Regions from separate parts of the Oryctolagus cuniculus genome. Here region 2 is linked to region 1. A link is a contact called in public Hi-C data. All regions are on one chromosome and are shown on one strand. Each heading gives the region's core, a stretch centred on a gene start, on an enhancer-like site or on the middle of the called end of the contact. The rest is flanking DNA. Distances are from core to core; before and after follow the strand shown.

What was found. Hi-C and Micro-C count contacts between places; a contact is called where the count stands out from the background.
Region 2: a contact with region 1 is called in a Hi-C map of an unstated tissue, with 2.1 times the contacts expected there. The contact joins two enhancer-like sites. A contact is called at or near these places in 3 of 6 Hi-C or Micro-C datasets (ear pinna, psoas muscle and an unstated tissue).

Annotation. Positions count from the first base shown.
Region 1 is chr18:22,331,102-22,338,796 of mOryCun1.1, reverse strand. The region is part of intron 1 of GARRE1 (granule associated Rac and RHOG effector 1); the gene reads right to left. Among named protein-coding and RNA genes, the nearest start is that of GARRE1, 7.9 kb to the right of the region's middle. Within about 2 kb of position 6,131, at least 1 of the 8 cell types and tissues checked has an H3K27ac peak or open chromatin away from gene starts, as enhancers often do.
Region 2 is chr18:22,399,767-22,407,091 of mOryCun1.1, reverse strand. GARRE1 (granule associated Rac and RHOG effector 1) reads right to left here. Exons shown (of 15, transcript XM_051846738.2): 8 at 7,106-7,264; 9 at 4,166-4,263. Among named protein-coding and RNA genes, the nearest start is that of GPI, 28 kb to the left of the region's middle. Within about 2 kb of position 5,416, at least 2 of the 8 cell types and tissues checked have an H3K27ac peak or open chromatin away from gene starts, as enhancers often do.

The DNA of each region.
Region 1 (7,695 bases), core at 4,882-7,381:
TTACTTGAATCATCACTGCTGCCTCCCAGGGTCTGCATCAGCAGGAAGCTGGAGGCAGGAGCCAGAGTTGAACCAAGGCACTCTGACATGTGACACAGGCATCTTAACCAGTTTCTTCTTCTTCTTCTTCTTCTTCTTCTTCTTCTTCTTCTTCTTTTTTTTTTTTTTTTAAGATTTATTTATTTATTTGGAAGTCAGAGTTATATAGAGAGAGGAAGAGACAAAGACAGAGATCTTCGATCTGCTGGTTCACTCCCTAAAAGGCCACAACAGCCGGAGCTGGGCTGGTCCAAAGCCAGGACCCAGGAACCTCTCTCTGGTCTCCCACCTGGGTGCAAGGGCCTAAGCACTTGGGCCATCTTCTGCTGCTTTCCCAGGCACATTAGCAGGGAGCTAGAGCAGCTGGGACTCAAACCAGTGCCCATGTGGGGTGCCAATGTCACAGGTGGCAGTTTTACTGGCTACAGCACAATGCCGGCCCCTTAACTAGTTTCTTAAATGCCCTTCCATTGCAATTCTTCACCTGGTCTATCATTAGCAAAAACAATCCTCCACCCCAACCCCAGCCAATACCTCACAGTTACAGCAACTTTCATAAATACAACTTAACTTCTTACAGCTTTGGCCCCAACTCCCTAAGTCCAGCCAACAAACTAAAAGTGATGCTCTGTGTGCCTACCATTCCCTCTTCCTTCAGCCCTAAGCTAGAAGAACAGCATGCACACAGTTGAGGAGGATCCACCAAGTTACATTACAAAGTACAGGACAAAGTTACTCAGGCACAAGGATGTGGTACATTCGCTCTCACATTAAGGCATGGGGGTGCAGCTGGCACTATGGCGCAGCAGGTTAAAGCCCCAGTCTGCAGTGCCAGCATCCCATATGGGTGCTGGTTTGAGTCCCGGCTGCTCCACTTCTAATCCACCTGTCTGCTAATGTGCCCAGGAAAGCAGTGGAAGATGACCGAAGTGCTTGGGCCCCTGCACCCACGTAGGATACCCAGAAGAAGCTCCTGGCCTCGGATGCGCTAGCTCCGGCCGTTGCAACCATTTGGGAAGTGAACCAGTGAATGGAAGATCTCTCTCTCACTGCCTCTCTCTAACTCTGCCTTTCAAATACATACATAAATCTTAAACACACACACACACACACACACACACACAGGGAGCAGGACAGGTCTTTGAGTGCTGATGAGAGGGATCAGGTTTACTTCTCCCTGTGTAGGACACCAGAGTCCGCAGCACCATTTTTAAGATTTATTTATTTATTTGAGAGGTAGAGTTACAGAGAGAGAGGGAGAGAGAGAGAGTCAGGGAGATAAGTCTTCCATCCACTGGTTCACTCTCCAAATGGCCACATCAGCTGAGCCGATCTGAAGCCAGGGGCCAGGAGCTTCTTCCAGGTCTCCCACATGGGTGCAGGGGCCATCTTCTGCTGCTTTGGCCAGGCCATAGCAGAGAGCTGGATCAGAAGAGAAGCAGCCGGGACACAAACTGGCACCCATATGGGATGCTGGCACTGGAGGCAGAGGCTTAACCCACTATGCCATAGCGCCTGACCCTGTAGCAACCAAGTTTAGGAATCAAGTCAGCTTTCTTCTACTGCTGTTCCCCTAAGTGTCTGGGACCTGGGAGTTGGGTAGCAGCAGACCCAGATATCCCCAGGTTCCCCAGCCATAGTTACATCTGACCAGAACCTAACCTCAAAGTCATCTTTAATAAGAAAATAAGGGGCCAGTGCTATGGCGCAGGAGGCTAAGCCTCTGCCTGCAGTGCCTGCATCCCATATGGGCACCAGTTCAAGTCCCAGCTGCTCCTTTTCTGATCCAGCTCTCTGCTACGGTCTGGGAAAACAGTGGAAGATGGCCCAAGTGCTTGGGCACTTGCACCTGCATGGGACACTCGGAAGAAACTCCTGGCTCCTGCCTTCAGATCAGCCCAGCTCCAGCTGTTGCGGCAATTTGAGGAGTGAACCAGTGGATGGAAGACCTGTCTAACTCTGCCTAATAAATAAATAAATCTTCAAAAAAAAAAAAAAAAGAAAATTTAAAGTAATATATTCAGAAACCCCCTAATTAAGATTCGCTGCAACTGCCAATTTCGTAAAGCACTCATCTGACACTGGCCCAGACACAAGCAACACAGTCAAAGTAGTTTTTTAAAAAGCAGTATTGTATCTAGGAATGAATCCTAGAGATAGATTCACAGTAAATGTAGATGCCTATATCATGAACACTCACTGCTAGCACTGCCAACAGGCATCAACCTGGGAATGACCCACATGCAGTGTATTAAAGGGTCTGTTACATTACACAAGAACCCCTCACAGCCACTTCAAAGGTCAAGGCAGAACCACCGCATCTAAGATGCCACTGTTTATAAATCGTCTACAAACCATATTATTTTATGTATGTTAGGAAATCTGCCACGTAATGACAACATGCCATGTCATAACATACTTTAATTGCAGACCCCCTTCAAAGCTCGTTTGTTTTTCTGATTCTTCTGCCTCAGGCTGTCTGGGATACAGCACCCTTGGAGCCAGTCCTTTTGTGCTTCCCCCCCTCATTTTACTAGAAGTTATTCATATTTAAGGTTCACCGTTTCAGTGAAACTACTATCTTGAGCCACCTTAGCTTCCACGGAGCCTCCCCTGAGCGCCTGTGGCCTCTGTTGTCAATACTTGTCATTAGCTTGTGTATGTTCCCACTCCAAACAAACTAGAAGCACCAAAGACAGAGGCTGCACACATCTTCACATTTGTTGTAGTGCACGGTGCTGGGCCACAGCACCACCGACAGCAAAAAACACACACCTAAAAAAGAAAAACAAACAACAACAAAAAACCCATACACCTGTCAGCAATTGTTCTAAGGGATGTACAAATACTAACTCAGGAGAGTCTCACCATCACCACAGGAGGTAGGTGTTATTACCTCCCCCGTGGTCAAATTAGATAAACTGAGGAAAGCCATAGTTACGCGTGACTTAAGAGTGGCTAGTAAGCAGCAGAGTCAAGTCTTGAATATCGAGTCCCAGCTGCTCCACTCAATCTCTTTCTCCCTGTCTCTCTGTAACTCTGCCTTTCAAATAAATGAATCTATTAAAAAAAAAAAAAAAAAGGACTTGAACACAGGTCTCTGAGAGCCATTCTCTTTCTACCTGACGGACTGCCTTGTACACCACAGACAATGATTTTTAAATTCATTAATTTTAAGACTGAGAACACAATACGTATACATAAGAGAAAAAAAATCATGCCCTACAAAACGGTATTTAAGTAAAATCTAAGTCCATCCAACAGCCTGGTTTTCTGAAGCTTCATCCCAAAGCCAACCACTGTTTTTTCTTTTTTTTCTATCATCCTGGAAATTTTGCATGTACTTAGGAACTGATCACATATCTATCTATTTATTTATTTATTTTGCAGAGTTATGGAGAAAAAAAGACAGAGATAGGTCTTCCATCAGCTCTGGTTTATTCCCTAGATGGCTGCAACTGCCAGGTGGGCTTCCTGAAGCCAGAAGCCAGGTGCTTCATCTAGTTTCCCACATGGGTGGCAGGTGCCCATACAGTTGGACCATCTTCTGTTGCTTTTCCCAGGCCATCAATAGGGAGCTGGACTGGAAGTGGAGCAGCCAGGACATGAATGGGTACCCACACAAGATGTCCTCATTGCAGGGAGTGACTTTACCTGCTGGGCCCACGGTGCTGGCCCAAGTTTTCTTTTTTTGTATAAAAAAAAAAAAAAAGTAACCACATATACATACTGTTCTGCATTTTGTTTTTTCCACTGAATAATTTCTCTGAGTTTGATTCATATCTACAACTATATTGTTTTTATTAACTTTTGTAACATTTTAACCCAAGATGGTTGCATTAGTCAGAGGTCATTGGTAGGCCTGGCCTTCATCAGGATCACTGAAAGCTTTCCTACATACAAAAGATAGTGAGGGTTGCTTTACATGGTATGCAGGCTGAAACATGTCACTTGTGTTAAGTACCTACATCATAGAACTGCTGTGAAGACTAAACAAAGTAATATACAGAAGGCATTTAGAAGCAAACCTGGTCAGCACAGTAGGACCTGAAGCATCGTCACTGCCCAATAAATCAGATAATGTTACTTCTTTAGAGCTGGGCTGGGAGCCGGCAGTGTGGCGGAGCAGGTAAAGCCGCAGCCTGCTGCAACGGCATCCCATATAGGCGCCGGCTGGAGTCCCGGCTGCTCTACTTCTGATCCAGCTCCCTGCTAATGCACCTGGGAAAGCAGCAGAAGATGGACTAACTGCCTGGGCCCCTGCACCCACATAGGAGACCCAGATGAAGCTCCTGGCTTCAGCCTGGCCCAGCCCTGGTTGTTGTGGCCATCTGGGGAATGAACCAGCAGACAGGTCATTCTCTCTCTCCCTCTAACACTGTAGCTCTTTCAAATAAATAAATAGAGCTGGCCGGCGCCGCGGCTCACTAGGCTAATCCGCCGCCTTGCAGCGCTGGCACACCGGGTTCTAGTCCCAGTTGGGGCGCCGGATTCTGTCCAGGTTGCCCCTCTTCCAGGCCAGCTCTCTGCTGTGGCCAGGGAGTGCAGTGGAGGATGGCCCAAGTGCTCGGGCCCTGCACCCCATGGGAGACCAGGAGAAGCACCTGGCTCCTGGCTTCGGATCAGCGCGGTGCGCCGGCTGCAGTGCGCCAGCCGCGGCGGCCATTGGAGGGTGAACCAACGGCAAAGGAAGACCTTTCTGTCTCTCTCTCTCTCTCTCACTGTCCACTCTGCCTGTCAAAAAATAAATAAATAAATAAATAAAAATAAAAATAAATAGAGCTGGCCTGGGGCCTGTGCTGTGGCACAGTGGGTAAAGCCACCATCTGCAATGCCAGCGTCCTACACGGGCGCCCATCCGAGTCCTAGCTGCTCCACTTCTCATCTAGCTGCCTGGGAAAAGCTGCGGAGCTTGTCTCAAGTCCTTGGGCCCCTGCACGCATGTGGGAGACCCAGAAGAATCTCCTGGCTCTGGCCTGGCCTAGCCCCGGTCCTTGTGGCCACTTGGGGAATGAACCAACAGATGGAAGACCTCTCTGTCTCTCCTCCTCTCTTTGTAACTCTTTCAAAAAAAAAAAAAAAAAAAAAGAGCTGGCCTACTTTCTTCTCCAATCTCATTTCCCTCTATTCCCTATTCATAGCTGTATACTCTTTACGCTAAATCTCCTACAGCTCAAATATCTCGTGCTTGCTCACCTCTATGCCTTTGTACAGCTACATGTCATGAGCTCATAGCAAGAGTCTCGGGTGATTGCTGCTGTCATAAATAAGAGTGCCAATTGTTAAATCAACAACAGGAGTCACTGGGTTCATGCTCCCCACGTAGGATCTCTGTCCTTAATGTGTTTTACTATGAAACTTAAAAACAACACTACTAGTCAAACAATGCCCTATACTTTGTGCGGTTGTGTGAGTGCAGCCTGTTGAAATCCTTGCTTAGTGTATACTAAGTTGATCTTCTGTATATGAAGGTGATTGAAAATGAAACTCGATGAAGGGCGGGATGGGAGAGGGAGTAGGAGATGGGAGGGCCGTGGGAGGGTGGGAGGGACGGAGGTTGGGGGGGGAGCCACAACAATACAAAAGTTGCACTTTGTAAATTCACATTTATTAAATTAAAAAAAAGAACTTATGGGGGGAAGCCACTGTAATTCATAAACTGTACTTTGGAAATTTGTATTTATTAAATAAAAGTTAAAAAAAAAAAACAACTACATGTCATACTCCTGCCTAAGAGTCCTCACCCCTAACTGTGGTCCTGGACTAATTCTTCCCCACAGTACTCAAGAACTGCCTTCCCCAGGAAGCATTCCCTAAAAACTGCAGGCTGGATGCCTCAGCTGAGCAGTGAGAAGAGGCTATCTGGCGTTCCTTACCACAGTGTGGACACCAGCTCTGCCAGTACAGCAAGGAACAAGCAGGTTCACAAGGACTGACTTAAGTTCTTTAAGTTCAAGAGGACTGATGTACTACCTAGAAGGTCAGTTACTAAGTTTACAAACACCAATGAGAGCCACCACTTGCTGAGCACTCACCAGGTGCCAGGCAGCAGTGCTCAAAGCTGCAGCAGCACTGATTGAAAGGTGCTATTATTACCCCCATTCCACAGATGGGAATATGAACGGAGTAAGCTAGCACCCCAGGACCAGAATCTGACCCAAGCAGTTTGGATGCAGAGCTCTTAACCATTCACATTCTCTCCTTGGCAAGAAAGTTCCACGTGAAATCATGTCCTAAGCAGAAGGTATTAGGGAGACAGAAGCTAAGCCAGGGACAGACCCTTACAGGTAGAGTAATCAACAGGGACACATCCATTCATTCCTTGGACCCGCTCCACTCCGGAGCTCCAGACACACCACATAATTCCTCTCCTGGACACCACAGTTCAGTTTCCACAATCATCCCTACTCTCCCCTAGAAACGCAAGTCTTTCTTCCGAGGATACAAAATTAAGTTTAAGCTTTCTGGCCACAAACACATTCCAATCATGCTTTCCCAGGGTTAGAGCTGGGTCAATTTGGTTGAATTTCAAGTTTTCCCTAAAATTCTTTAAACTACATTTATAAAATGTCTCTTGGCTTATATGTTTCCTATAGATGGCAGATCTGTGTAATATTTATTTTGGTACCATTCTCGGATGGTCATTCATTCATTCAACAAATACTTAAGCATTTCCAGAACACTGCATTCCAGGCCTTGGAGATAAACACAGTGAACCAGATTGGAAAGAGCTCTGAGACCTGGCAGAGTTCATTCAGTATCTCTCCTTCCAGGTACTTATACATTATGGCAGCTCCTTGTTTGACTTTCCCTTCTAAGGTATACCTTTCAGCTCTATATTCTGATCTCCCAAGAAAGCAAGTGGATTGTATTATATGTACTGCAAAAATGTGAGCTGACTAAATTCACTGCATCTCCTCTTGCTCATTCACATTAGGACCAATAATGTCTTCAAAGTCCCTTAGAAAAAAGGTACAACAGGGGCCTGTGGTGCCAGCATCCTATATAGGCACCAGTTTGAGTCCCTGCTGCTCCATTTTTTTTTTTTTTAAGATTTCTTAATTTATTTGAGTTACACATAGAGAAAAGGAGAGGCAGAGAGAGAGAGAGAGAGAGAGAGAGAGGTCTTTCATCCACTTGTTCACTCCCCAGATGGCTGCAACAGCTGGAGCTGCACCGATCTGAAGCCAGGAGCCAGGAGCTTCTTCCCGGTCTCCCATGTGGGTGCAGGGGCCCAAGGACTTGGGCCATCTACTACTGCTTTCTCAAGCCATAGCGGAGAGCTGGATTGTAAGTGGAACAGTTGGGATTTGAACTGGTGCCCATGTGAGAGGTCGGCACTGTAGGCAGTGGCTTTACCAGCTACGCCACAGCACCGGCCCTGCTGCTCCTCTTCTGTTCTATCTCCCTGCTAATGGCCTGAGAAAACAGTAGAAGATGGTTCCAGTGCTTGGGCCCCTGCACCCACATTGGAGACCCAGAAGAGGCTCCTGGCTCCTGGCTTTGGATCAACCCAGCTCCAGTTGTTGCAGCCATTTGGGGAGTGACACAGCAGATGGAAGATTTTCTCTCTCCCTCCCTCTGTAACTGCCTTCCAAATTAATAAATAAATCTTAAAAAAAAAAAAAAAAAAGAAAAAAGAAAAAGGAGAAAAGG
Region 2 (7,325 bases), core at 4,167-6,666, 69 kb before region 1:
TGGCACAGCGCGTTAAAGCCTTGGCCTGAAGTGCCAGCATAATATATGGACACCAGTTCTAGTCCCATCTGCTCCTCTTCCGATCCAGCTCTCTGCTATGGCCTGACAAAGCAGTGGAAGATGGCCCAAGTCCTTGGGCCCCTGCACCCACGTGGGAGACCTGGAAGAAGCTCCTGACTCCTGGCTTCGGACAGGTGCAGCACCGGCCATTGTAGCCGTCTGGGGAGTGAACCAGCGGATGGAAGACCTCTCTGTCTCTACCTCTCTCTGTAACTCCTTCAAATAAATAAATCTTTAAAAAAAAATGTAATATATTACTCTAGAAGAAAACACATTTGGAAGCTAGACCCTAAAAGCACAGCATATAACAAATTCTTGACTTCCTTTTTTCATCAATATCACTTTTCCTAAGATAAAATAAGCAACTACTTCTGTTTGGATTCTTCTCAACAAGCCCATATTTTGTAAAGGTTAAACATCCCTAATCTAAAATGTTCCAAAACCCAAAATTTTTTGAGCACTGACATGATACTACTTCTGGAAAATTCCACAGCTGGCCTCATGTGATGGGTCATAACCAGAATTCAAGTCACTAAAGTAGACTATAAGATTACCCTGAGCCTTTGTGTATAAGGTATGTATGGAACATAAATGAGTTTCATGTTTAGACTTGGGTCCTATCCCTGAGATACCTCACACACATGCAAATATTCCAAAATCATAAAAAATTCAAAATACCAAACAACTCTGGTCCCAACAGTTTCAAATAAGCAATAGGCACCCTAAAATTCAAAAGAAAAACAAAACAAAAAGCTAAAATATGTTGTATCATTACCAAAAGCAGACAGCAGAGGGAGCCTCTGCAAAGAAGTCCAGTTTTCAAGGTCTTTTTCAAGCAGGTGAAATGGATTACAAATGGGCCAAATTTTGCAAGTAAATCTAAGTGTTAACCTTTTAGTATTAGCTGTTCACATTTACCCAACTATCCAAAGTTCAAACTGCTTTCCTCAAAATGGGAAACTTGATGAAGTTTAATTAGTATGTTATTAATGAGAACTTGAGTTGGAAAAATGAATTCAGAATCCAGAAACAAAAATCTTACAGAAAAGAGAGTTTCTGTTGTTTGATGGAAATGAAGATATGTAATATAAATTTACCATGAATTTCAGGACACAGTATACCACCAACAATAAAATTAGAGGCCAGCATTGTGGGGCAGTGGGTTAAGCCACAGCTTGCAATGCGGCATCTCACACTGCTTCCAATCCAGTCTCCTACTAGTACTCCTGGGAAGGCAGTGGAAGCCAGCCCAAGTGCTTGGGTTCCTGCTACCCATGTGGGAGACCAGTATTTGGTCTGGCCCATAGCTTGCTGTTGCTATCATTTGGGGAGTGAAGCAGGGGATGCCATACCAGTATCTCAGTCTTTCAAATAAATAAATCTCAAGAACAACAACAAAAAAGCATGCAATTTAAACTTCTGGATAGGGGATACTCATAGAAGGATTGGGGACAAAAATACAGTGCTCACCCTCACCCTTACTTAATATAATATTTCAACAAATTCTGGGGTTGATGTTTACCCTAGAAGTAGGATGCCCACACACCACACCAGAGTACCTGGGCTCAATTCCTGGCTCTGACTCCTGATTTCAGCTTCCTGCCAATGCAGAGCTTTGAAGGCAATAGCAGTAGTTCAAGTATTTGGGTTCCTCTTGGATTTCCTTACTGGCTCTTGGCTCTAGTCTGCAGCTGGCCTAGCCCTGGACATTTTGGACATTTTTGGGGAGTGAGCCAGCAGATGGGAGCTTTCTCTAAAACGCTTTTGGTAGAATCTACTTTTGCACCCTCACATTGGGATGCTGGTATCCCCTATCAAAGAGTACACAGTTCACATCCCAGCTCCTCTTCTGATGCAACTTCCTCCTAATGAGTATCCTGGGAGGCAGCAGATGATGGTTTAAGTTCTTGGGTTTTTACCACCAATGTGGGAGACCCAGAACTACTTTGAGATTCTTGGTTTCAGTCAAGTTTATAACTCTGGTTGTTGTAGGCATCTGGGGAGTAAACCAGCAGAGAAGGGTCTCTTCCACTTTAATTCACTTAGGCACGTGGGGGCCAGCATCGGGGTGCAGCAGGTAAAGCTACAGCCTGAAGTGCCAGCATCTCACAAGGGATGCTCCATTTCTGATTCAGCTCCCTCCTAATGATCTGGAAAAGCAGAAGATGTTAAGTGCTTCAGCTCCTGCTACCCACGTGGGAGACCTGGAAAAAGCCCCTGGCTCCTGGCTTTGGTCTGGCCAAGTCCTAGCTATTGTGGCTACCTGGGGAGTGAACCAGTGACTGGAAGATTTTTTTGTCTGTCTCTTCCTCTCTCTGTAATTCTTCCAAACAAATAAGTAAATCTTAAAAAAAAAAAAAAAAAAAAAAAACTTTAGGCAACGATAGTAACTCTGTTCTTTACTATCTCCATCTCTTCCTACTTAAATGATTTAAATGTTTTCTCCATGGTTAATACTCATTCAGATTACAATTTTAATAGCAAATGTCCCCACAAAGGGAATTTTTCTATAGTAAATATTTAAAATTCATGATGAGAGATTACTATTTAAAGGAATTCTTCGTAACTTAAAAAAAGCAAATGTCTTCCAATAGATACTTAATTTTTGCTACATTCCAATAAAGCTATGAAGCCAATCCTTATAGTGAAACACATGTACCTCTCAGACAAATACCTACAGGTAGACCTGGGAACTGCTGAGGTCGCTGAGGTCATATCCCATAAAGCTTTTTTTTTTTTTTTGAAAATTTATTTATGTGAAAGGCAGAGTCAGAGGGAGAGACAGACAGGGAAGAGAGAGAGATCTTTCATCTATGGTTCACTCCCCAAATGGCCACAAGGGCCAGTAATGGACCAAGCCAAAGACCCATCCAGGTCTTCCAAGCATGTGGCAGGGTCCCCAAGTACTTGAGCGATCATCCACTGCTCTTTCAGGCACAGCTGCAGGCAGCTGGATTGGAAGTGCAGCAGCTGAGACTGGAACCAGTGTTCATATGGGATGCTAGAGTCATGGGCAGTGGCTTAATCTGCTATGCCATAATGCTGGCCCCTATTTTAGACTTCTGGTATACTAAACTGCCCTTTAGAAAGGCTGTGGGATTTGCTCTCCATTTAACAATCTCTGCCTGTTTTCGTAGTCTGACCCAAAACACTACTGTCACATTAAATATCGTTACTCTAAAGCAATTTAGTATTTTGGACAAAATGACATCATATTGTTGGTTTTCTTACTTGTTTCTTATGTGTCTTATTTTCTGGTTTATCTGATCATGTTCCATGCCCATTTTCTGATTTGTAGGAGCTTTCTTTTTAAAAAAAAATTCTTTTTTTTTTTTTTTTTTTTTTTTATTTGACAGTGGAGAGACAAAAACAGAAAGGGAGAAAGAGCTCGCATTCACTGCTTCATTCCCCAGTGCCTGTACTGGCCAGCTCTCTCAGGCTCCCAAGGAAGCAGGAACCCCATTACATGCATCATCACCCATGCCTCCCAAGGTCTGCACTGGCAGGAAGCTGGAGCTAGCAACTGAATTCAGGCACTCCAGTGTGGGACAGGGATGCCTCAACTGCTAACTATAGGAGTGGTTCCTACCAGAGCATTAAAAACAAACAAAAAAGAACAATTCTTAGTTGTGTTACAAGTATAGTAACTGAAAATGGTTCAGTTTGTTTCCAAATTGACACTGAGTGTGTAAAGACAGGAGCACAAAATCAGCAGGGTTGTAGGAGGAACAGATGAAGAAGAAAAATTTTATGCTCTCCATTCAGCTGTAGAGAAACACTGGAGACATAGAGGAAATGATGTACTATGTTTCAAAGCTGTGGACTTTTCTAACAAAGAAAGATAATACTGCTCCTTATTCAAAGGTGTAGAACGGGTTAGTTACATATGGTCAATGAGACTACTTGCAGACATCACTGCTTCCTCATCATGGACTAGTAATCATGACACAGGCCACTAACAGACCATTGCTGCTCACTGACCTGCACATGTAGAAAGACCTGCCATGTCAGCTGTCAGGGGTTTGTTCAAAACAAAGCAATCATTTAAAAAATGTGCAAGCTTCAATCAGAGCTTAGGCTTCAGCTAATGTAAGAGTCACATTACCATGTGGATGGGACTTGAACCACGATTCTGGAGCCTTCTAAACTGATCTGGGGTGCATAGGCTTCTTTATTCTCAATCTGTGCTGTGTCGACCACCACCTGCGAGAGAAACAGAAACAGCAACCAGCTTGCAGAGAGGAAAACATATCCAACACACAAGCCTATGGATGCCGAGTACTGGCAAGAACAACTTCCCTGCATGAGCTATGCCAAGGAGAGTCACGGGCCCCATGAAGACAACAGTGAGTAACAAAGATGACTGAATGTACAACACTTCTTTAAACAGAAGCCATGTTCTGGGTGTGGCATTTGCTGAATATTGTAAGAATCTTTCCAAACCATAAATATATTAATTAGGAATGACTTTATTTCCTTTGTTCTAGTTATTTTTTATACTATACACTTGAAAAAAATAGAAATGTCACTAAAAGTCAAACTAATACCTCAGAAAAGCTCAACCGTAATGACTGACTACAAGCCAAAAGTGGATGAAGTTTTTCGAAGATTCTTTTATCCTCAATCATCAACAGAAACAGAACTACTTCAGGAAAAAGAACCAAACCTTGTTTCAAGGATTTCCTCTTATTTAGGAGGGGGAGTTTCTATATACGATCTGAAGAGTAACAAAGTAATGAAAGCATTTTCGAATGACAAAAAGAATTTCAAGAAAATCCTAAGACACCTTGAATATCAAACCTGTAAAATTTCAGATGGGGTGAAGCTGCACAGCGTTCTTATCAGGGCTCCAAGCCGAGCCTCTGCTGGAGCCAATTTCCATCCCACTGCTGTAAACAAGAGTTCCCACAGCTGGTGCTTTGGAAAAGGCTTCCTGTCCGAGGAACAGCTATTATGGGACCACACAGGTGTTTCCTCAGGCCTCCCACCCCAGAACCATAATCTAATGGTTCTTTGTCAGTCACACACAAAGGTGCCCTACAATCAAGGGCTAAAGAACCAGGAAGAATGTCTGCTCTCTGAATAAGACAATTTTTTTTCTTTTAACTTACAATGTTTTCTAAAGACTGCCTGTGTGTGTGTGTTCTTCCACACGCCTTTCCTGAGAACACACTGCCACATGGCTCACCCTAGTTTCAGTTCAATGGTCTTTGTACCATGCATCACTCCCCTAAAGCATCCTCTACATTGCAGCAGTGGAGAGCAGACTACAGATTTCTCTTGGGGGTTCCTTTACTGAGGAGCAGATCCTAAAGGAAATCACTAGTGAGGACAGGCCCACATCTGACCTGTACAAGGCCGCACTGTGACGAGCTGGGCCACCTGCCTGAGTCCTCATCTGAGTGCCTTTCTCTACTCCTGCTACGCCTGTGTTCCAACCCCCAATCGAGACTTCAGGATCTTCGCCTTTCTTTCTCCCTTTCTTTGGCTTCACGCTCTAGTCGTTGCCGTTCTTTCTCTCTCTCTAATTCTCTATCAAAACTAGAAGACCCGTGGCCCTCTCAATGGTGACTTCTACTTCTTGATATTCTTGGGGACCTCCGTGGACTCAGTGATCTCCTTGGAGACCTTGAACCCTCATCTGAGTGAAACTAAAGGACAGTAACCTCCCCACAGCTCTTTCTATGTGAATAGTCAGGACTCACACTAAATATCCGTTCTTTCATTTTCTTAATCTCTAATTAACTTCCTCTAACTTCTGACTGAAATGCTGTATCTTTTTAGAAAGAAAGCAGATATAATGTGCCTGGGAAAGCAGCAGAAGAGGTCCCAGTGCTTGGGCCTCTGTACCCATGTGGGAGAGATCCGGAAGAAACTCCTGACTCCTGGCTTCAGCCTGGCCATTGAGGCCATTTGGGGAGTGAACCAGCAGAAGGAAGATTTCTCTCTCTTTATCTTCCTCTAATTCTTTCAAATAAATAAATAAGTCCTTAGAAAGAAAGAAAGAAAGGAAGATGCTTCTATAGGGTTGGCATTTGGTGCTGTGGACTGCTTGAGATGCCCACATCCCATATTAGAGTGCCTGGTTCAATCCTGGCTTCCTGCTTCCAAGCCAACTTCCCACTGAAGGGAACCCTGGGAGCAATAGATGATGACTAAGGTAGTTGGGTCCCTCTCTCCCACAAGGGAGACCCAGACTGAGTCTCAGGTTCCTGGCTTTGGCCTGGCCCATCCCCGGCTGTCGCACGCATTTGGGGAGTAATTCAGGGCATAGAAGATCTCTCTCTCTCTCTGTTACTCTGCCTTTCAAATAAATAAATACATAAATACATAAATCTAAAAAAAAAAAGAAATGGAAACAAAATGGGGGGGGTGGTGTTTACTAGAAAATGGACACAAGTACGTAAGGTCATTTGGGTGAATGGCACCAAGAAAAATCTAATGGTGATTTTAGCTGTTCTGAATCCCACTCAACTTTGGCAAAAGTTTTTTCTTCTCTGAAAGGTTAGAGGATCAAAACATTATTTTTAGTTGATGTGATTTAATTGCTAAGAAGGAGATAAACAGAAAGCTAGGGTTCAAAGGGACTGGTTAGAGCACTACTTATCGGCATGGTCATGGGAGGAGACCTGGAGGAAGTGATATTGGAACTGACACCAGGAAGATGAGGAGTGAGCCATGTGGAAACTGGAGTGAAAAGTATTTCCAGGTAAAAGGGCATCGTGTGCAAAGGTTTGATACAGGAAGAAGTTTGGTAAATCTGAGCAAAAGAAAAGACATCCACTGTAGCACCAGAATAGGAAGGCCAGGTCAAGGGTCCTGTCAAATTGCTACTAATGCAATGGTTTTCTTAAAATGAGGAGTGCCTTCAACATAACTTTGCAACTAGGTTCTCTGCAAGTATATACTACCAATCTGTAACACAAACAAACAAAAAAAGGTTTTATAATGTTGTTCTTCCTTTACTGTTTTCTATCTTGTCGGAATTCTGTAGCACTGAAGAACTCGGTAAAATAACCACATCCTTTCACATGTATGTGCTCACCAGTCCAGCCTGGCCAAACAGCAGCTGTACAGCCGTCTTGCAGGCACCCCGCCATGTGGACGGGCACACCTGATTTAGAACTTCAGTCACAGGAAGATCTTCCCTGGATGTGATTCCATTATAGCAGCCTGCATCTTTGATCAGCTGTAACATTGTGTGCTGGAGATGGAGAAGAAAAGAGTTCACATCCAACACAATGCCATGCAAGGTTCTCAAATGT